Regions from separate parts of the Mus musculus genome. Here all the other regions are linked to region 3. The links are chromatin contacts, called in public Hi-C and HiChIP or PLAC-seq maps. All regions are on one chromosome and are shown on one strand. The core of a region is the stretch at or near the end of the contact, and the rest is flanking DNA. Distances in the headings are between cores, read along the strand shown. Region 1 holds the start of BC035044 (cDNA sequence BC035044). Region 2 holds the start of 2310001H17Rik (RIKEN cDNA 2310001H17 gene). Region 3 has its middle 21 kb from the start of Klrb1f. Region 4 overlaps Gm38906 (a long non-coding RNA gene).

Evidence for each region. A called contact is a pair of places that touch in the nucleus more often than the background predicts. HiChIP or PLAC-seq counts read pairs in DNA pulled down with a chosen protein or histone mark.
Region 1: a contact with region 3 is called in a BATF HiChIP or PLAC-seq map of CD8 T cells, with 7 read pairs. The contact joins the promoter of BC035044 here to the enhancer-like site in region 3. A contact is called at or near these places in 16 of 39 promoter capture datasets (the 3T3-L1 cell line, the C10 cell line, the HPC-7 cell line and 12 more), 4 of 15 datasets of contacts at CTCF or cohesin (CD8 T cells, the NIH/3T3 cell line, large pre-B cells and 1 more), 3 of 484 Hi-C or Micro-C datasets (CD4 T cells, bone marrow-derived macrophages and granulocyte-monocyte progenitors), 13 of 115 datasets of contacts at active chromatin or transcription factors (the 230-238 cell line, CD8 T cells, the HPC-7 cell line and 9 more) and 3 of 9 other capture datasets (adipose tissue, liver and macrophages).
Region 2: a Hi-C map of B cells shows a contact between it and region 3, with 7 times the contacts expected there. The contact joins the promoter of 2310001H17Rik here to the enhancer-like site in region 3. A contact is called at or near these places in 13 of 39 promoter capture datasets (the 3T3-L1 cell line, 3T3-L1-derived adipocytes, the C10 cell line and 8 more), 5 of 15 datasets of contacts at CTCF or cohesin (CD8 T cells, the NIH/3T3 cell line, large pre-B cells and 2 more), 27 of 484 Hi-C or Micro-C datasets (B cells, the C10 cell line, the CH12 cell line and 19 more), 18 of 115 datasets of contacts at active chromatin or transcription factors (the 230-238 cell line, CD8 T cells, DN3 thymocytes and 10 more) and 1 of 9 other capture datasets (embryonic stem cells).
Region 4: a BATF HiChIP or PLAC-seq map of CD8 T cells shows a contact between it and region 3, with 5 read pairs. The contact joins two enhancer-like sites. A contact is called at or near these places in 1 of 15 datasets of contacts at CTCF or cohesin (CD8 T cells) and 4 of 115 datasets of contacts at active chromatin or transcription factors (CD8 T cells, bone marrow-derived macrophages, fetal liver and 1 more).

What each region holds. Positions count from the first base shown.
Region 1 is chr6:128,889,681-128,892,450 of GRCm38.p6, forward strand. It overlaps BC035044 (cDNA sequence BC035044), which reads right to left and starts at 1,444. Exons shown (of 3, transcript NM_001254946.1): 1 at 1,137-1,444. The coding sequence starts at 1,287. All of the region lies in intron 1 of Clec2i (C-type lectin domain family 2, member i), which reads left to right.
Region 2 is chr6:129,237,208-129,239,907 of GRCm38.p6, forward strand. 2310001H17Rik (RIKEN cDNA 2310001H17 gene) reads right to left here and starts at 1,275. Exons shown (of 4, transcript NR_040268.1): 1 at 1,229-1,275; 2 at 532-637.
Region 3 is chr6:129,065,835-129,068,534 of GRCm38.p6, forward strand. No RefSeq gene overlaps it. Among named protein-coding and RNA genes, the nearest start is that of Klrb1f, 21 kb to the left of the region's middle. Within about 2 kb of position 1,312, at least 18 of the 459 cell types and tissues checked have an H3K27ac peak or open chromatin away from gene starts, as enhancers often do. A contact at or near this core is called in B cells, CD8 T cells, acute myeloid leukemia and 4 more, where this site is marked.
Region 4 is chr6:129,215,174-129,217,991 of GRCm38.p6, forward strand. The region is part of intron 2 of Gm38906 (a long non-coding RNA gene); the gene reads left to right. Among named protein-coding and RNA genes, the nearest start is that of 2310001H17Rik, 22 kb to the right of the region's middle. Within about 2 kb of position 1,293, at least 117 of the 459 cell types and tissues checked have an H3K27ac peak or open chromatin away from gene starts, as enhancers often do. A contact at or near this core is called in CD8 T cells, where this site is marked.

The DNA of each region.
Region 1 (2,770 bases), core at 194-2,693, 180 kb before region 3:
AGGCTGGGGACAAGGTTGCTACAGCTACCATGAATGTGGAACTGGGCTTTGGGTGCCAGGGCTGGGGTGGTGGGAGGTGTGGGGTATGGGCCAAGTCGGAGGCTCCAACCAAACAGACATCAGCATCTATCAGTGGATGAGTGTGGAAAACCTGTGATACATACTCCCATATATACTGGAATACTATGTACTAGTAAGATAGGATGTCTTTTGTGACAACATGGCTGGACCTGGGTGACATGCTGAGACAAATTAGTCAGGCACTGAAAGGCCAACATTGTTCATCAGTTGTAGAGGGGTTTGTTAGCTAAAAGCAGACAGGAGTTTACACTCTTTTCTTCGATTTGGAAAGATTTTTGAAATCACAGTGCAGAACCTGAAATCACAATGAAACCAAACCACTCCTTTACAATCTGAAGGGGTTTAGAAATCTCCCAAGACTTCCTTTCTATAGGGAGTGTGAGGAGGGCTGAGGAGGGCTCCCAGCAGCACATGGCTGAGAGGTGCTGGGGCTGGAAATGAGCACAGGCGAATTTATTATGCTATCATTTTATATTCTGTAGAACTAGAAAGAATTAAGGCTGGGAGTTCTGTGTGGATCCAAAATGCAAAAGCTCAGTGCTTAAAGCCTTCTTTCTAATCCTAAGGCTCCTTTCCCTCCTTGTTAATGTAATAGAAGCTTTCTGGTATTTTAGGTGTGCGAAAATGCACAAAATGCAAGGATTAAAGTCAGTGAAAACTCTGTAAAAACTATAATTAGCACTCAATAAAATTAATTCATTTGGTATACATTTCTGTGAATTTTGAAAACATATAATCAGGTGTTCTTCATTAAGATACATAGGGGCTGGAGACTTGGCTCAACCACTGAGAGCATTTATTGCTCTTGCTAAGGACTGAGGTTTCACTCCCAGCACACATATGGTGGCTCAACACCCACCCCTAATTCCAATTCCAGGGATCCAATATATTTTCTAAATTCCTCTAACAGTAATCATGCATGTAGTACACTACATACATACATACATACATTACATTCACACATTCTTACATTTAGCTGACAAAGCACTCTTAAATGTAAAATAAATAAGACTAAAACAGTCATTTTAAAAATATATACAGACCCCCTACCCTACCTGTTTCCCCGTTGTCTGCTGCAGACACTCTCACCACTCCTCCGCCACAGCCATGAGTAGTCACCTTTCCAGATGACTTAAAATGGGTCCATGAAGCAGAGAAGTCCCACAAGAGTTCTTTCAGCTTGTCACAGCAATGCCTTCTGCTCATCACTCACAGTGCAGTGCTAATCAGTAGTGTGTCAGAAACATGCACTGCTGGTGAGATGCTGAGGGATCATACCCATAGCATCGCCTACACAGAATCATGCTCTGAGTTCAGAAATTTTTAAGAATCTCACCAGCAAATACTATGCAAAGAGGTTGTGAAAAGCTGTCAGGAAACTTCTAGAGAAGTGATAGGAGGAAGTGAATAGTGGCAGTTGGGGGTCTCTTCACAAAGGAAACTGGGACTTCCTGTAGCTCTCTGACCTTTGCATGAGCTTACTTTCGGGTTAGTTTAGGGACACTTTGGGGAAGAAGCCCTTGGGACATTTGGCCTGTTAAAGTGGCATGAGATAAGGCAAGCACAGGCATGTGTTCCAAGTTGTTTCTTGTGTTGAGAGGTTTACCTTGTCATCAGCTTGGGGATATTTTAATGGTCACAAATGTGTCATTTTCACAGGGATCCTTAAAGCTGCTGCAAATATTCACATAAAGATGTCTTGCAACTTGAATTCCTTTCCAGCATGGGAATATGTGGGTAGGATGGGAGCATATCACATTTTACACTTACAAACAGCTTTGTAGAAGCTGTAAAATTTAGCCTTAAGAAGTTGTTAGTTCTACCTCAACATGGACATCCACATCAATGTATAACCATCCTGTTATGCAGACAGTGATTTTGCTCTTAAATCGAAGATGATTTTGCCCAAGACAAGTTCACAAACATTCCCTTACTTTTCTAAAAATCAAATGACTTTATGATATTAAGTTTTGTGCTTGGATCTCTATGTCTACAAATGGACTGTAGAAATTTATGCCTATTTATTTATTTATTTATTTTTTTAGGAGACAGATAGAAGGTTGTTTCAGTAGCACACACGGGAGTGATGCCATCTTTTCCCTGTCTAAAGACTGTTCATCTCTGTTAAGTGTCTCTTGACCACCCACATGTGTTTGACCTCATTGTGGAGTCCTGTTTTCTGCTGTGTTGTTTCAGTGTCTACTCTGATGCTAGCACCAGGCTTTCATTCCTGTTCCCATGAGAACATGAGACATCAGGTCAGGCCTTGTGATCTTTCTGATTTTGACCTCTTCATTCTCAGAATAATTTTTGACTATTAATTTTTGACTCTTTTTAATTTTCATATTACTTCTCATACAACTTGGTGCTATGATTTTTTTTTTTCTGAAGGCAACTACATCTCTGGAATATGTTACACATATATGTGTGTTCAGAAATTGTTGACATGAGCAATATGGAGTGTTCTAGTTCATTATGTGTTTAGCGCTGCCTTGATTTCTTTCTTTATTTCAAAAATGTAACATGTACGAGTGCTTCGCCTGCATAGATATCTATGGATTGTGTGCATTCCTAGTGCCCACCAAGGTTAGGAAAGTTCTCAGACTTCCTGAATATGGATTTACAGAGGCTTGTGAGCTCTTATATTGGTTCTAGATTTAACCCAGGTCCTCTGAAAGATCAACAAATG
Region 2 (2,700 bases), core at 25-2,524, 170 kb after region 3:
CAGCTGGCGGTGGGTTGGGCTTGAAGAGTTTTTAGCCAATGAAGGAGAAGACCAAACAAATCAGGCAAGGAGACACACTAATGCACAGGTATTCCCAAAACAGTATGGGACATGAAAATCCATAAGATTATCAAATCATTGGGCCTGTAAAAGTGATACTATATGTTCTTCAAGGAAAATATGGGTGCCCTCCTCAATATCAAATTGAAAACTGTGCCAGTGTAAGAAAAGGGGGAGGGGGAGGCAAGATGCACAGTAAAAACCCCACTGCTTCTTATACTAAGAATTATCTGCTCTATAGACAATTACAGACCTAAGCAAAAGTCCTGAAACGAAGGTATCTGAGATGACTCACTGGGCTTTGCCGGGGCTACTGACCTGGGTACATTCCTGGGCCTCACATTTGACTGACACCGAAAAGTTGATCTCTAACCTTTATATGTACACACACACACACACACACACACACACACACACACACACAGTGAAATTACCAACATGTGTATGTTGAGAACTGGAGGGGCTACTCACCCTGAGAACGGAGAATCAGATGCACGGTGCTGGGAGCAAGAGAGCTGCCTTACTAGTCCGTGCAGTGACTAGCCTGAAAGCCACTGCCTTTTCAATTGTGCCACACCTGCAGATATTATCTACATGCAGCTTAACGCTCAGAAGGAGGGTCTCAACTCTCCCAGTTCTCTCCACTTCCTCCCTGCTAACTCCCCTGCCCCAGCAAAGAACACCTAGAGGGCCGCTCAGCAGTTTAAGAATGCTTGCTGCCCTTTTACCTGAAAATTTTAAGTAGTTCAGACAGCTCACTACCATCTGTTAACCCGAGTGCCGCAGCATTCAGTGCCCTCTGCTGAGCACTGGCGCACCTGCAGGCTTGCACACAGGAAGCTCCTCCCATCCTCTCCCCCTCCCTTCCCTCACACAGGAATGCAAATAAAAATATAACTTTAAAAGAACTCGAAGTGTCAACATCACGGTGTCATAAATAACACCGTGCAGAGCCCTATTTAAAATAAACAACCCTGCGGATTGTAGTGCTGCTCCCGGCTCCCTCAAAGCAAATTCTTTCATATGAAACAACAAAGTCTCATCCAACCGCATCGCTAATAACTAAAACGAAACACAAAACAAGTAAGGAGGGCATTGGTTGGAACCCGTGGGCGTCCCTGCTCCTCAAATAACTCTGAAACTCTTCCCTCAGGTATTCCCACTGTACCGAATCTGGAGATCTAAACTAGTCCTCCCTAGTCAGGTGGCGCCGGCTCCATCTCTGAGTTCTACAGGGCAGGAGCCCCAGCCTGGCAGGGCGGGGAGAGGTGGGGTGGGGCGGCACACGGGTGCCTGTCACAAGTCATATCCCGTGAAATGTGTATGTTAAGCCTCCAATTAAAACAGAAAGAGAAGAAATAATCTATCAAAAATCTAACAGACATCCCATCCCTCAGGAAAACAGTTCCATCTCCAATGGACATAAATTCTAATTAATAAACTTTTTTATTAAAAATAAAATTAATAAATAAAATTAATAAATGTTTCCGAACATCAAGACAAGGTGTGACATCCTTTCCTACCTCCTGTTTGTATCTTCTGCTTGTTGCTTGGCTTGTATCGTCCATAGTCATGACTCAAGCCAAAGATAAACTAAGTTTATAATTATAAGGTGCATTAACACACATCTCTTATTTGTTACCTCCCAGATACTCTTTCTTTTGCAAACATTTATAAGCTACTTTATATTGAAAAGTGGGTCAGGAAAACTAGTGATGTAAAGTGATGAATTTCATTTAACAGTTAATTACAATGAATTGATATAGAAAAGCTACCTCATAACTTATATGATTGTAAATCAATGCCTAAATAATTTCTTTCATGCATATACAACATTTAGTTTATATGATATTTTTCACAGATAGACATTCTATGTCCCCAAAGCTTTAAAGAGCTTTGTGAGAAAATGCTACTATACTGTGACAATTCACAGTTGATATGTAGAGAAAAAAACAAAACAAAACAAACAAACAAAAAAACAAGCCAAAAGAAAGAAAGAAACAAGCAAGCAAACAAACAAGCAAACAAACAAACAAGCAAACAAAAAACCAGACTACTTATCATTTCAGGCTTTAATTCTAGCGAAGTGATGAGATAAATCATTATGCAAGTCACATCAGCTAAAGCACACATAGACTCAGTCAAAACATCAGAGGTGTAAAAAATTCCGTGGCTAAACAAGTCAAACCAACTTTTCAAATCATGTATCAAGCAGCAATCCCTCTATCTAGTTTCTATCACACTGGGGCCGTGAGAACCATCAAGAGACTATTGAAAGAGATTCTCACCTGGACACCGCTTCTCAAAAATTCCATTTCCAGAATCACTGCAGCTACGGGATTCTGTAAGAAAATAGCCACGCTAAGAGCAATAGAAATAGAAATAGAACTATTTGCAGAGAGACACTCACAAAGTCTATTTGTACCCACCTCTCTGCCCATCTTGCATTAGTGTCTGTGTCTGCATGACTTAGAGGTCATTGTGAACTTGCTATCTCTGACTGCTGATGCTCATGCATATAGTTCAAGTATGATGCGTGGTGGTGAGGGTTCAGGTGAGAGATAAAAGACTCAAGATTTAGAGAGGGTTGGAAATACCGTTTCAAATTAGTGTACATGGCAGACGAAGTCACTAGCAAAC
Region 3 (2,700 bases), core at 62-2,561:
GAAACTATAAGGTTAGAATAATTGGGATAAAGCTTTTTATTATTATCAATTGGCTCTGAAATTATTGTATTGGCATCTTGTAAATTTTGATTTTATTGATATATAAATCTGATTGGTTAACTATAAGCATAACAGTTTTAATTCTACCAGATAATTGGGTGATGTGATGGCAGACTGTGGGGTGCTTAGGGCTTTGCATAGTAGCAAGAGGAACTGGGTGGGTGGGAGCCACCGCAGAGTTGGCAGGGTGAGAGACCATTGAGTGAGATGGCCTGCGGGAGCCCTGTGGCCCGTCAGTTGCTGGTACTAGTGCAAGAACATGTCAGTTCACATTTTTAAAATTTCCTACAACACAAAGTCACTAGATTATATTCACAAATCTAGCTCCCAAGATCTGTTTTCTTCTTTGCTAACTGACTTCTCCTGAGGCTGACTAATAAGTTAAAGTTATCAAAATATTGAAGTCCAGAAACCAAATTCCCACTTTGACTGACCTAATTAACTTGTCTGATCAAAATTAGACACCTCATTCTATACTGTTTTCCCTTGTAACTTTATAAGCTGCCATTTTCCTATGGGCTGTATCTGTCTCTTTTCTATACAGAGAGAGTTCTTTGTCCCACTCTTTGACAAATATCCCTTGACTATCTATCTCCCCTGTCCCCATTCTCTCCTTTCATTTGTTCTCTTCCCCTTGTCCTTCTTTTCCTATCTTCTGTCTCTGTTACTTATCTCTGCTTTCAATCTCTGGGACAATTCACCTTAGTGCTGAGAACTTGGTCTTGGAAGTCCTGAGCCATATTTTGTCTTTCAAGGGCCACATCTTTCATCTCAGTCAGGGTACTGTGGGCACAGGGTAGGACATAACAGATGGGTCATTACCATGCCCTTTGTTCTATGGATAAGAGTGATATGGTCACTATACTTTTGGTTGTCCTATTCTGTCTCCCTGTGGAAAAGGCCTAAAACCCCTGTGTTAGGACTTTAGTCATGGAAATTAAGAAAGATTGGAACCAGGGAGCTCATAGACAATCTATCCATTGAGACTCAACCCACCTTCCAGGTAGATTTATGTAAAATATTGCATCCAGAAGCTATTGGGGAATTGTTTGCTCAATCCTGTGAAGGAGAATACTCCTGGGGATGTGGATCCACTGGTGAAGAGAAAGGGCTCCTGTTTATCCAGTACTATGCCTTCCTGTCTGACTCTCTCTGCCCCCTAGCCCTGAGCTGCCAGAAGCCAGGCAAATATCATTGTTCTTGATGCCATAGTGAAATTGAGTCCTCTTGGGGACCCATTGATCCCTTTATAGTGATATGAAGGAAACCATCAGCACCCTCTTGTGGTCATAAGCAGTACAATCCATTGATCCCTTTATAGTGATATGAAGGAAACCATCAGCACCCTTCTGTGGTCATAAGCAGTACCATCCAAAATCCATAAAGGTTAGGGCCTGGCGTGAAGCCAAAGATCATTATCTAGAAGCTGGTAGAATATGGGGAGTCAGGTTATACCTAAATGGTCCAGACCCAGGCAACAAATTTACTATTCAAAAGAAAGCTGCCACTGGAGTCATCCAGCCTATTGGTCTAAACAAACCTATCTTGTTACCACTGAAATATGAACCTGTGAGGAGCGGGTGTGCTGGCAGTCCCAAAGGCACCAGGGACTGCAGCTAAGTCTTATGACTTGCACCTGACTTCCTCACCTGAATATAAGCCACAACCATCGTGAGAGCTGCGCAGGTGTACCAGGATACTGGTGAATCCATTTTGATGGAGATATGCCCCTGCTGCCCTGATTAGCTGAAGCTGCGTACCTGGTGAGGTGGCGTGGCCTGCTGTGCGTGGATGGGAACTGAGAGTATAAAAGAGTGAGAGGCCCAGGGTTCAGGGGAGATATAAACAAGGGAGAGATATAAACAGGGGAGATATAGAGAAAGAAGAAACAGGACTGAATAAACGTGTGCAGATGGATCCTGTAGCAGCGTCGTTCTTCCTGGCCAGTTGGGCATGCGCAAGAAGTGGTGCCGAAACCCGGGACCCAGGACAAGGGGACAAGAAACATCTTCAGGCACGAGCGAAGACCCCCTGCTACAGGGAGGATTCAGAACTGCATCACGAAGAAGAAGGGGTTAATAAAGGTTCCCGTAAAACAGACTGTTGAGAAGGATCTGGCGTGGATTCAGAACTTTCAGCAGTCAGTGGTTGCAGGCAGGGTAAGTTCAAGGTAAGTGAAACTTGCGACCCCAGGAGTTTGGGGAGGACCTCGGATAAAATAGAGGCAAGTATAAAGTTGCCAAGAAGCAGGCACAAGGTAACGAAAGGTTCCTGGTTTTGGGACAAGTTAAGGGTCACGGTTTTGGGACAAGTTAAGGAACTAGGATAACCTCAGTATAGTGATCAATAGATCCTCGCTGTGTAGTTATGCTTTTTTTCTCCCATTGACCCTTTGTGGGTAGGTCTGATAGTTTTGGTCTTGTTTGTTCTGATATATGGACTCTGTTACTGTTTGAAACTGTGTGTAGAGGCAGTCAAGACAGGTCAGAAAATCCTTACAGAGCAACACGAGAGTATGTCGGAAGAGGAGAAGGGCTTAAAAAGAAAAAGGAAAAAGAAAGGAGACACAGTGTTATCAGGTGGACAGAAAGGACAAAATAAAAGAGCTGAGGCAGAGGAGGAAGGCGAATTAGCTTCTGC
Region 4 (2,818 bases), core at 43-2,542, 150 kb after region 3:
ACTAGAGGTCAATAGCTAGACTGGCCTCAGAAACACACACACATACTTCTGAGATAGAACAACACAACACTGTTTTGAACAATGGGCTGTTGATGAAACCAGGGAGGAATTGGAAGAGTTCCCAATATTCAATGGAACTAGAACAAAGGGATAGGGAGATGACTTAGTGGGTAGAGTGCTTATCCTGTGAATATGAAGTTCTGAGCTCAAATCCCCCAAACTTAAGTAAAGCCAACCTCTGTAGCATACATGTGAAATCTCAGTACTCCTATGGAGAGAGGGAAGGCAGACAGGAAAATCTTCAAAGCCTACAGGCTAGCTAGCCTTGCGTACATGGTGGGGAAAAACAAAGAGACCTTTGCCAGTAGCTACAGCATCTTCTAAATCACTGCTCACCTTTAGTCTTTATGCTTTAGAAGGCATAGTCACTGTGGCAGCACAACACACATGCATATAATTGGAGAGATAAAGACAAAAGAGACCTTTGCCAGTGGCTACACGTCATCTAACACCCCTCACCTAGTCATTGTGGCAGCATAACACACATGCATATATTTGGAGAGACATGGTCTGTTTGGTGGACTAGTCCCAGGATGCTCCTTCCTGTGGTAGTCATAATTTGTCTTATATTAAGTGTCTTAATATATTTTCTCTAGTGTTAAATTCTTTGCTATTCAAATGATCCCAGTTATTAGCTATAGGCTGAAGCTCTTTTCCATCAGATGGAAGCCAAATCCAAGGGTAGTGGTATCCCTTAGTATCGGTGCTGTGAGTTACTGTTCTTTCTTCACAGCATAGTCTCTGCATTGCTTCAAAGACTGAGTTGACAGGAGGAGGTGGTCATAGAAGCTCGACAGTCGTCTCCTAGGCACAAGAGTGACAACTATCCAGAAAGACTTTTCTCATTCTGGACAAGCAGATCCTTTTGCTTGTTTATGAGAGGAATGAGCCAGAAAGGCCTGGCCAAGAAAATGTCACTCCCTTCAAAATATAGGCCAGCCAACTAATTCTTAGTAAATGGAAGCTAGGTAAACGACATATTCTACATACTTGTAGGACCTTACACACACACCAGGGCAAGGGCATTTCTCTCAGAGGGTATTATAGCATATGCCTTGTTTTATTTACCATCCAGAGCATTTGAGAGCTGTATTTCAGTTGCTGCTTTTCCTGTAACTGATACATAAGGAAATGCAAGACAGATGAAATCCAAGAAGCTGGGTGTGTTCTGTGCTTTGGCAGCACAATGTGATCTTCTGTTAGGCTGGTGACACAGAGTCAGATATCTTGTGGCCAAGAGCCATAGCAATGAGATATAGCTGAGTCAGACGTATGATCAGCAGCTGATCCTCTTCTGAGTGATCTGTTGACAAGCAACAATGTTGAGCCGATGAAGCAGATTAAATACAGGCCAAGAATCTACAGCATTATCAACTTATCCCCAAGTTCAAGCGACAGATAGTATCACTTTGGACTGAAGTTCTGCCTTTTGGTCATATCTGCCTTTTGGTCATATCTGCCTTTTGGTCATATCTGCAGGCATTTTTGACATCCTATTGGAGATAATACATATAATATTTAGGAGTGCTGAAGAATAAATTAGCACTATGTATGAAGTCAGTAACATTTCAAACTAATGCAAGCTAGAATGATGGTGGAGTAGAGGTGTCAAGAATCTGTCCTGTCTAACGATTCATGTCTCATAGTCTGTTTGAAGTAAGTCCAGTGTTTTTCATCTGATCAGCATGCTGACCTTAAAGCCATCATAAGTTTAAAATGTCATTTGGATACTTTATCTACTGAGCACCATAGCTAAGCCACACAGTGTAGTGTCTGTTGCTGGTCAGATGGCTGATGAGGAGGTGCAACTGCAGTGCCTAGTGTCCTGAGAACGTTCCTGCCTCATGTTACTAGCCTGCAGTAGTGGCATATGCCTTTAATCCCAGCACTTGGGAGGCAGAGGCAGGAGGATTTCTGAGTTCGAGGCCAGGTCTACAGAGTGAGTTCAAAATCCAGCATTTGAAGTGTAGTTTCAATTGAAGCCCATGACTTTGGTTCTACCAGAAAGTCCACAGTCATAAGTTAAGTCATGCTGAGCTGAAGAGTACCTGTGTGTTGGACATCTTGACTATAACTTGTACCTTGAGTCTTAACTGAATACTTGTGGCAGCAAGCACATATTTCTTTGAATACATTTTTCTACTTTGATAACTTTGTATTTGTGTATATTTTGGTTACACTTTAGTGTACTCTCCTACAGGCTATGATTCCATGAGCCTCTGGAATGTCTGTTTGCATTTCCGGTGTAACAGCAGGAGTCTAGAGAGCAATGAAGACCTCTTTCTTCGAATATCAGAACTGAGTATCTGATTTTTGCTACATTTGCTTTCTCAGAGACAGACAGAAAAGACTGAAGTGGATTGAGTTTAAAGGATTTATACTCCTTTTTTTTTCTACTCTGGGAAGGAAGGATTCCAAGGGGATTTTTTTTTCAGATAGACAGATAACTGCAGAGACAACAGAACAAAATTTTAAGGGCCATGTGAAAGCAATGTGTATTCTACAAAAATAGATTAGAAAGTTTCAGACAGTTATACGTCTTCCAAAGCAAGATTTAACACAGTCCCTGGAGAGCTAAAGAATTAAATTATCAGAGTAACCCAATATGATTTTTGTAACATCTGTTCCTCAGCAAAAATGTTGCAAGATGTTCAAAGAACGGTCCACTTGCAAAATATTTTCTAGACACAATCTCCATGAGACACAGATATTAAAATGATTACTTATGGATCAGCCATCTTTAGTGTGTACATTGCAT